2 separate regions of the Zea mays genome follow, and region 2 is linked to region 1. A link is a contact called in public Hi-C data. All regions are on one chromosome and are shown on one strand. The core of a region is the stretch at or near the end of the contact, and the rest is flanking DNA. Distances in the headings are between cores, read along the strand shown. Region 1 holds the start of LOC100382458 (F-box/kelch-repeat protein SKIP11). Region 2 holds the start of LOC109939178 (expansin-A5).

Region 1 (3,408 bases), core at 232-2,731:
AGTTTAGGTAACAGATAGCATATCTATGTAGGGTTCAGTCTGGTGTACAGAAGCACTGGTCCTTTTCCCATCCCCTTCTCATTACATACAGTACCATCTGTGTCATTACATGTTCATTACATATTGTGCTTGTTACTACTATGCAATTCAAACTAATGAAAAGTTACCTGATTTATACAGGAGTATTACATAGTCCCAGATTGTGCATCTAGTAGTTTATATTGACAAAAGAAAGGTGCCAATATCTTCACCGCTCAATTAAGGACCTTTTCCTTTTCCACTCCATTACTTTATCAGCCTAATTTGGCTTATTAGCAATTAAGTAGCTATATTCCGTTTTGGTACGACTAAAGCATAAACCAAAAGGTATCTCCTTGAAGGGTAATCTTCATAGACGACAAAGGAAAACCTGGGGCGGCCTTGGCATGGAGCATGAGGATTCAGTAAAAACTGCGAATTATCCTATGTTTAGGAATAAATGTGCTCCCGCAGCTTGGCAAGGCGTCAACATCAACTGAGGCGATCCTACACGCACGGCAGAAGAGAAACTGAAACGGGACTAGTAAACCAGAACCATGGATGGACGGATACTCCACTGTGAAGCAAGCAATGTAATCCAATAGTACTAATCAAGAATAAGGACGATATGGGTTCCCTTGCTCACATCGCACAATAGATCTCCTAGAACAAAAGCCCGCTCCAGGAAAATTCCTCCAAGCAAGTAGGGATCCTTAACAAGGAAAGAAACCTATCAAGTCTGGATGAATCTCCTATTCCACGCCGTCATGGCATACCAGATAAGGGAGGGGAGGCGCCGGTAGCATCAGCAACCACAGCGAGGGTAGAGTGCTCGAGGTGGTTGGCGTGCTTCGGTGGCACGGATACTGGACGCCGATTCGGCGCCGGCGTACACCGGCGATGAAGAGGGCGACGAGTGAACAGTTACTGAGCCAGATTTGACACATGACAGTTTCACAAAGCCAGAACCGGACCTTAGCTTCTTGATTCGGTTGGTGGATTATGGTGGTATCATCTCCTGAATTTGCCCCCGTTCCCAATCCCTCTACCGCCCATGCTATTTCCAGCAGGTTAGCCAGAAATCGCACGCACCTCAAGGCTCAAGTCATGCTCAGTCCGCACGGCGACAAGGCGCGCCGCCCTCGCCTTGTTCCCGCACCGCCGCCGGCGTGTGCCGCCGACACGGCGCCACTCGCGGACAGCGAGGCGAGGCCGGTCGAAAAGAGCAGGGCGACGAAGAGACAGCGCGCCTGCGGGGGGGGTCACGTCGACCGACCGCCCAGACCCCTCGCCGGCGGCCGGCCCAGGCAAGGGCGCGCGTGCGGGCACTCCGGCGGGATCAGGGCAGTGTGGGCCTGAGCAGAGGTGGGGCGCAGCGGCGAGGAGGCACAGTTATGTGGGACGCGACAAGGAGGGAGAGGAGGCTCGCTCGTCCCAGCCGGAGCAGGGGCGGCAGCAGCAAGCGGATGCGGAGATGGGAGCGCAGTAATGCGGGGGGTGTGGAGTTTATGGGGGAACGGGAACGGGGACGGCAAAGACAAAAGCACATGAGGGAACGGGGTATCGCATCGGGGCGGAAGGGCGGGGCGCTGCCGTTGCGTTTTGACGCGGCGGCGCGCGTTGTTTCCTCCGCTTGGCTTGGACGGTCAGCCACGCACATTTTGCACGAATTTTTCGGCGCCGCCTCCGCCCGCTGGCATGGCATGATGGCAATTGGCGTGGCGACCCAGTTAACCGCATCTATCTAGGACTCTACTAGTAGTAACTGCCTTCTTTCCATCAGTCTTCTGGCAGCTAAACACAGATTAATGCAGTTCCTTTAATTAGTTCATAGTAGACGGAATTGAAAGAAACTCGCTGCCAAAATTTTAAATGTTAGAATTTAAAATGCCGTTTGTTCGGGTCGGCGTCACGTGGACGCGGGTAATCACAGGGGGCGGGGTGGGCGTTGATATATTTCGGTTTGACGTCGCTTTTGAATCATTAGCTAGCTTAGGCGTATATTGTTACAACTTTTATATATTATCATTATTATATATATACCTTACTTAAATAAGATATTTATTCAAACATTATTAAATTATTTTTATTTTTAAAGTATTAGTATATGTATATACATATGTATAATATCTATCCTGGATATGATTCTATATATTATAGAAGTAGATCTTTTTAAATGAGATATTTATTCAAACATAATTATATATACCAATAAGGGTTGATCAGATGTTTCACCACACAACCTGCAAACATTTAACGATGATGAAGCAAACACACACACAGCATTGTGGGTAAACGGGTAACCGGTGTACAAGGAGACCGGGTTTTAAACCTAAGCAAACAGGTTGGTAGCACCAAAGAAGTAGCTACAGGTGTTGCACTAAAATAAATCCTCGCATCACTGAGCGTCGTGTTAGTAGTTCCGACCAAACAAGCAGAGCATGGCAGGATGATTGAGGTTCGTTTCCGCTGGGCCCCCAGATTGCTGGGACAGCGGCAAGCTGCCCACCCTCGACATGCACAACAAGCGAAGGGGAGAGGGGAGATCCCGCGAGATAGGATAGGACACGGTTGTAGAACAGCAACAACAACAACAACATCATCAATCCACACGCAGAGGCTAGGGATTGCTTCGTTACCAGGAACCGACGGAAGCCGTGGGAGGTACGCTGTTGATCTCCGCCCCGCGGCGGCCCAGGAGCGCACTGGGGCGGGCAGGCGGACGGGCGAGGCGAGGCGCACCTTCGGCCCGGCGGCTCGTTGATTCTCGCTCGCCGGCGGCTCGTTGATTCTCGCACCTTCGGTGGCGCCTCGACTCGGCTCTTTTGCCCTATACTCGTGTGTGCAGTCTGAAGCTGAAGCGCGGTGGGGAGTGGGAGGGGCGCGGGCGGCGGCGACTGGGCGAGGGCTCGGCTCGTTCGAGGAGGTCGGCTGCTGCTTGTGCTATGGTGCTTGCGGCCGCTTCTCTCGCGAGTCGCGCGCGTCCTCTTTGGCAGGCGAGGGCGCTTGCTTCTTTCTTCCCGCGGGACGCACGGCGGCACAGGGCAGGCAGGCTCACGCACGAGCGCGCGGGGCAGGCGCCGACGTACAAACGATTGTTCCCACTTTATAGTAGTAGTAGTCCGGATCGATAGTCCCCGTGTCGGATTTGACTTCGCCTTGTTTTCTCGTGCTGTAAAACTCTACTAGCTCTGACAGCTCTGTAGCTTTGCCTCGGCCAGTGGCTGCCTGCTGCTGCTGCGGCGGCTGCTGCCACCCTTGATGGCGTCGGTATCATCATTTGACGCATATGCTGCTGTGGTGTGGTCTGGTCTGGTCCGCACGCGCCTGCCTTCCCCGGCGGTGCACGGCTCGATCGCGGGTCCAAACACGTCTCCTCTCGCGCACAAG
Region 2 (3,449 bases), core at 888-3,387, 420 kb before region 1:
ATTGTACATGACATAAATACTATGATATTGTTTTACCACAATAAAACTGCATCATTGCTCACAACCGAGATCTGTTTGGTTCTATTGGAAAAAAACAAAGTATATGTAGAGAGAAGAGAAGAAAACTAAGGTCCTGAGTGGAGTTTCGAAAACACCAAAAATACCACAGTTTTGGATAAAATCATGGTATTTAAAACTGAGTTTTGACTGTACAAACCAAACAACCTTTGAGCTCTAATACTATAGTATTATCAAATACCATAGTATTGTTTCAAAACTGCAAAAATACCTCAGTTTTCATCTCTTTTCTCTACATATCTCGGTTTTGAGCAATACTATGGTTTTACTGTGGTAAAGTAATATCGTGGTATTTGTGTTATGTACAATTGTAAACTGTGGTATCTCAAACCTATAGTATTTCAAAACTGCATTTCCAAACAGGCTCTAAGATGATATACCTAGCTATGTTTTTAAGACAATTATATATCTAGGTTTTGAGGTTTCAAAGGATTTTAGTGTTTGCCCTCTCAGCTTGTCCGTTGCTTGAGGGATAGTGCGGTGAGGCAAAGCATAGTTTAATATAACCTGGTTAGGAGTTTCCTCTCTTTTCCTTATGGAGGGAGCTTTGGAGTAGTTGTTGGAGGGCAATTTCACCCCCAAAGCTCCCCTTCGTGGGATGGGGGAGGCACTAGAGAAGGCCTAAGGTGGTTCGATTGGTATTGCTAGGGCCATTAGGGTACTTGCGGTGTTGGGGTAGCAGTAGGCTCAGGGTGGTCCTAGTTTGTCTCCTATTAGAGTTGAAGTTTGTGTTGATGCAGTGTAGACAACCCATCTGTTATTTTCATGTGCCCAAGGAAAGTGCTTCTGTGTGTTCGCTAGGGCCCATGAGGCATAAATATATCTATGTGAGAATAGCGTCTATCAGTCATTGATTCTAAACAGTTCAAAACTATTTTTTTAGTAATCATCTAAATGTTAGCTGTAGCTAATGAATAGCTGATAATGGAAGAGTGAAGAGCTGGGTAAAGATCTTGCAGAAACGATCTGAAGATTTTTTAGATGTGGAAAGAGTGATCTGAGAGTTTTTTGGCCTTTATGTTTTTTTGTGTGTGCTGGTGATCTAGTAGCCAGCATTTTATGGACCTTTGGTACTGCCGTACTGGTCTGAGTTTGAGGTGGATTGTTCATGTAGTTTCTCTTGTCGTATGTTGATAGATCTCTTTTCAAGCTATGTGGTTGCTTGTGTTGTAATTAGGCCTGGACGTTTGGTATTACTCGGTACTTCAGTTCCCATAGGAATTCGGTTCCTTCCAAAGTTAGTTATGAAGTAGCAGCGTGACGGGTACACAGAACTATATCAATATGTCACGCCCTTTGGAATGCATGAATTTCAGAATAATTATATAGGAATCAGTTCATCAGAAAAAAAAACACGGAAAACTGAAAAATTCTGCAATCCAAAAAAGACCCTAAACTTATTGATTTCAACGATTTATTATCCCTATTTGTAATCTTATATGTAAATCCGGAAAGCTATTATCATCGTCACCTTTTCTTTTACTTGGACAGTACCTCGTAACAAGATTGATCTGTAAATTCGGCTTCAGTATTTATCAAAAAAAATATTGAACTGATCACATAGACATGTAACAGTAGGTTCAAAAATCCAATTTTAACTTAATTTTAATATGATTTCATAGTGAATAATAGTGCCAAATACATAGTAGTACAGGAGAATTCGCTGGAGCAATAGAACGGTGGACCACCGTCAGTCACCACCCCGCGCGGCCATGTTCAACTTCCAAAGCTGCCGCACAGCACCGTCACCGCGCCGGTGTCCTCTGCGGCGCCCACCTTTTTTTCCCCGTCCTCTCCCGCCCGCCACGCCTCCCAAGGTGCCCGCCAGAAAACCCGTGTCCCTACGTGGTAGCTCAGCGACTTTTCCAGAGCACGGCGTGGCCCACCATGCCACGGCGCCGCGCGCCCCAGGCCCCAGCCCAGCCCCACAGCCGCCAACCACCGTCCATCCCCGTCCCGCCCACGCCCTGCGCGGCCCGGCACCACGCCCACGCGCACCGCGCGCGGCGGTTTGAAACCCATCCGCCGCCCCCCTCTATTTATCCCGACACACAGCCCCACCCCACCCCACATCTCCTCACTTCACACCACTCCCGCCATTGTCCTGCGCCTTTCTGCACCGCCACACACACCCCGCTCCAATCCAATGGCGCCTCGCCAAGCCGTCCTCGCGGTCGTGGTCCTCGCCGCGCTGCTCCCGTTCGCCCTCTCTCGCGGGCTGCGGCTTGGCCACCACCGCGCCCAGCCGCACCCGAGGCCGCACGGCCACGCACCGCTCGGAGGTGGCGCGTGGTCCTCGGCTCACGCCACCTTCTACGGCGGCGGCGATGCGTCCGGCACCATGGGTACGTGAGCGACCCCCATTCTCAAACATTTCGCGGTTCTCGTAGGTTTCAGTACCCTGCCGAGATGCCTTGGACTGAATTTCGCATCTGAACGCGGCGCGTCCATGCAGGCGGGGCGTGTGGGTACGGCAACCTCTACAGCCAGGGGTACGGCACCAACACGGCGGCGCTGAGCACGGCGCTCTTCAACAACGGCCTCAGCTGCGGCGCCTGCTTCGAGGTGCGGTGCGACGCGGCGGGGGGCGGCGGCCGCTCGTGTCTGCCGGGCTCCGTCGTGGTGACGGCCACCAACTTCTGCCCGCCCAACAACGCGCTCCCGTCCGACGACGGCGGCTGGTGCAACCCGCCGCGCGCCCACTTCGACATGTCGCAGCCCGTGTTCCAGCGCATCGCGCTCTACAGGGCTGGCATTGTCCCCGTCTCCTACCGCAGGTCCGTGCTCCGTGGTTGTTTATTTTGCCCGTGTATAGCAAAACAAGAAGGGAAAGGAACTCGAGCAGATCTGAGAGCCGCGCTTGTTTGTTTGTTTGTTTGTTTGTTTGTTTGTTTCCTATCCTACGTGCTGTGCAGGGTCGCGTGCAACAAGAAGGGCGGCATCCGGTTCACCATCAACGGCCACTCCTACTTCAACCTGGTGCTGGTGACCAACGTGGGCGGCGCCGGCGACGTGCACGCGGTGGCCGTGAAGGGCGACCGTTCCGCGGGGTGGCAGGCCCTGTCGCGCAACTGGGGCCAGAACTGGCAGAGCAACACGCTCCTGGACGGGCAGGCCCTCTCCTTCCGCGTCACCACCAGCGACGGCCGCTCCGTGGTCTCCAGCAACGCTGCCCCGCGCGGCTGGGGCTTCGGCCAGACCTTCAGCGGGGCCCAGTTCAACTGAACACCCTCCATCGTTCCCGCAGCGTCGTCTCGTCCGTCGTCGACGCGGTGCCACAAGTAGTAGTTTTCCGTTGGTCGTGGTAGAGTCGTCCACCCTCACTCGGAGCTTGCCGAGAGGCGCCATGGTTTTATGAATGGTGCATCTCG

What was found. Hi-C and Micro-C count contacts between places; a contact is called where the count stands out from the background.
Region 2: a Hi-C map of ear shows a contact between it and region 1, with 3 times the contacts expected there. The contact joins the promoter of LOC109939178 here to the promoter of LOC100382458 in region 1. A contact is called at or near these places in 3 of 25 Hi-C or Micro-C datasets (bundle sheath, ear and endosperm).

What each region holds. Positions count from the first base shown.
Region 1 is chr4:186,803,632-186,807,039 of Zm-B73-REFERENCE-NAM-5.0, reverse strand. LOC100382458 (F-box/kelch-repeat protein SKIP11) reads right to left here and starts at 1,481. Exons shown (of 2, transcript NM_001175199.1): 1 at 1,111-1,481.
Region 2 is chr4:187,224,811-187,228,259 of Zm-B73-REFERENCE-NAM-5.0, reverse strand. LOC109939178 (expansin-A5) reads left to right here and starts at 2,137. Exons shown (of 2, transcript XM_020552755.3): 1 at 2,137-2,423; 2 at 2,534-3,449. The coding sequence starts at 2,225. The coding sequence ends at 3,303.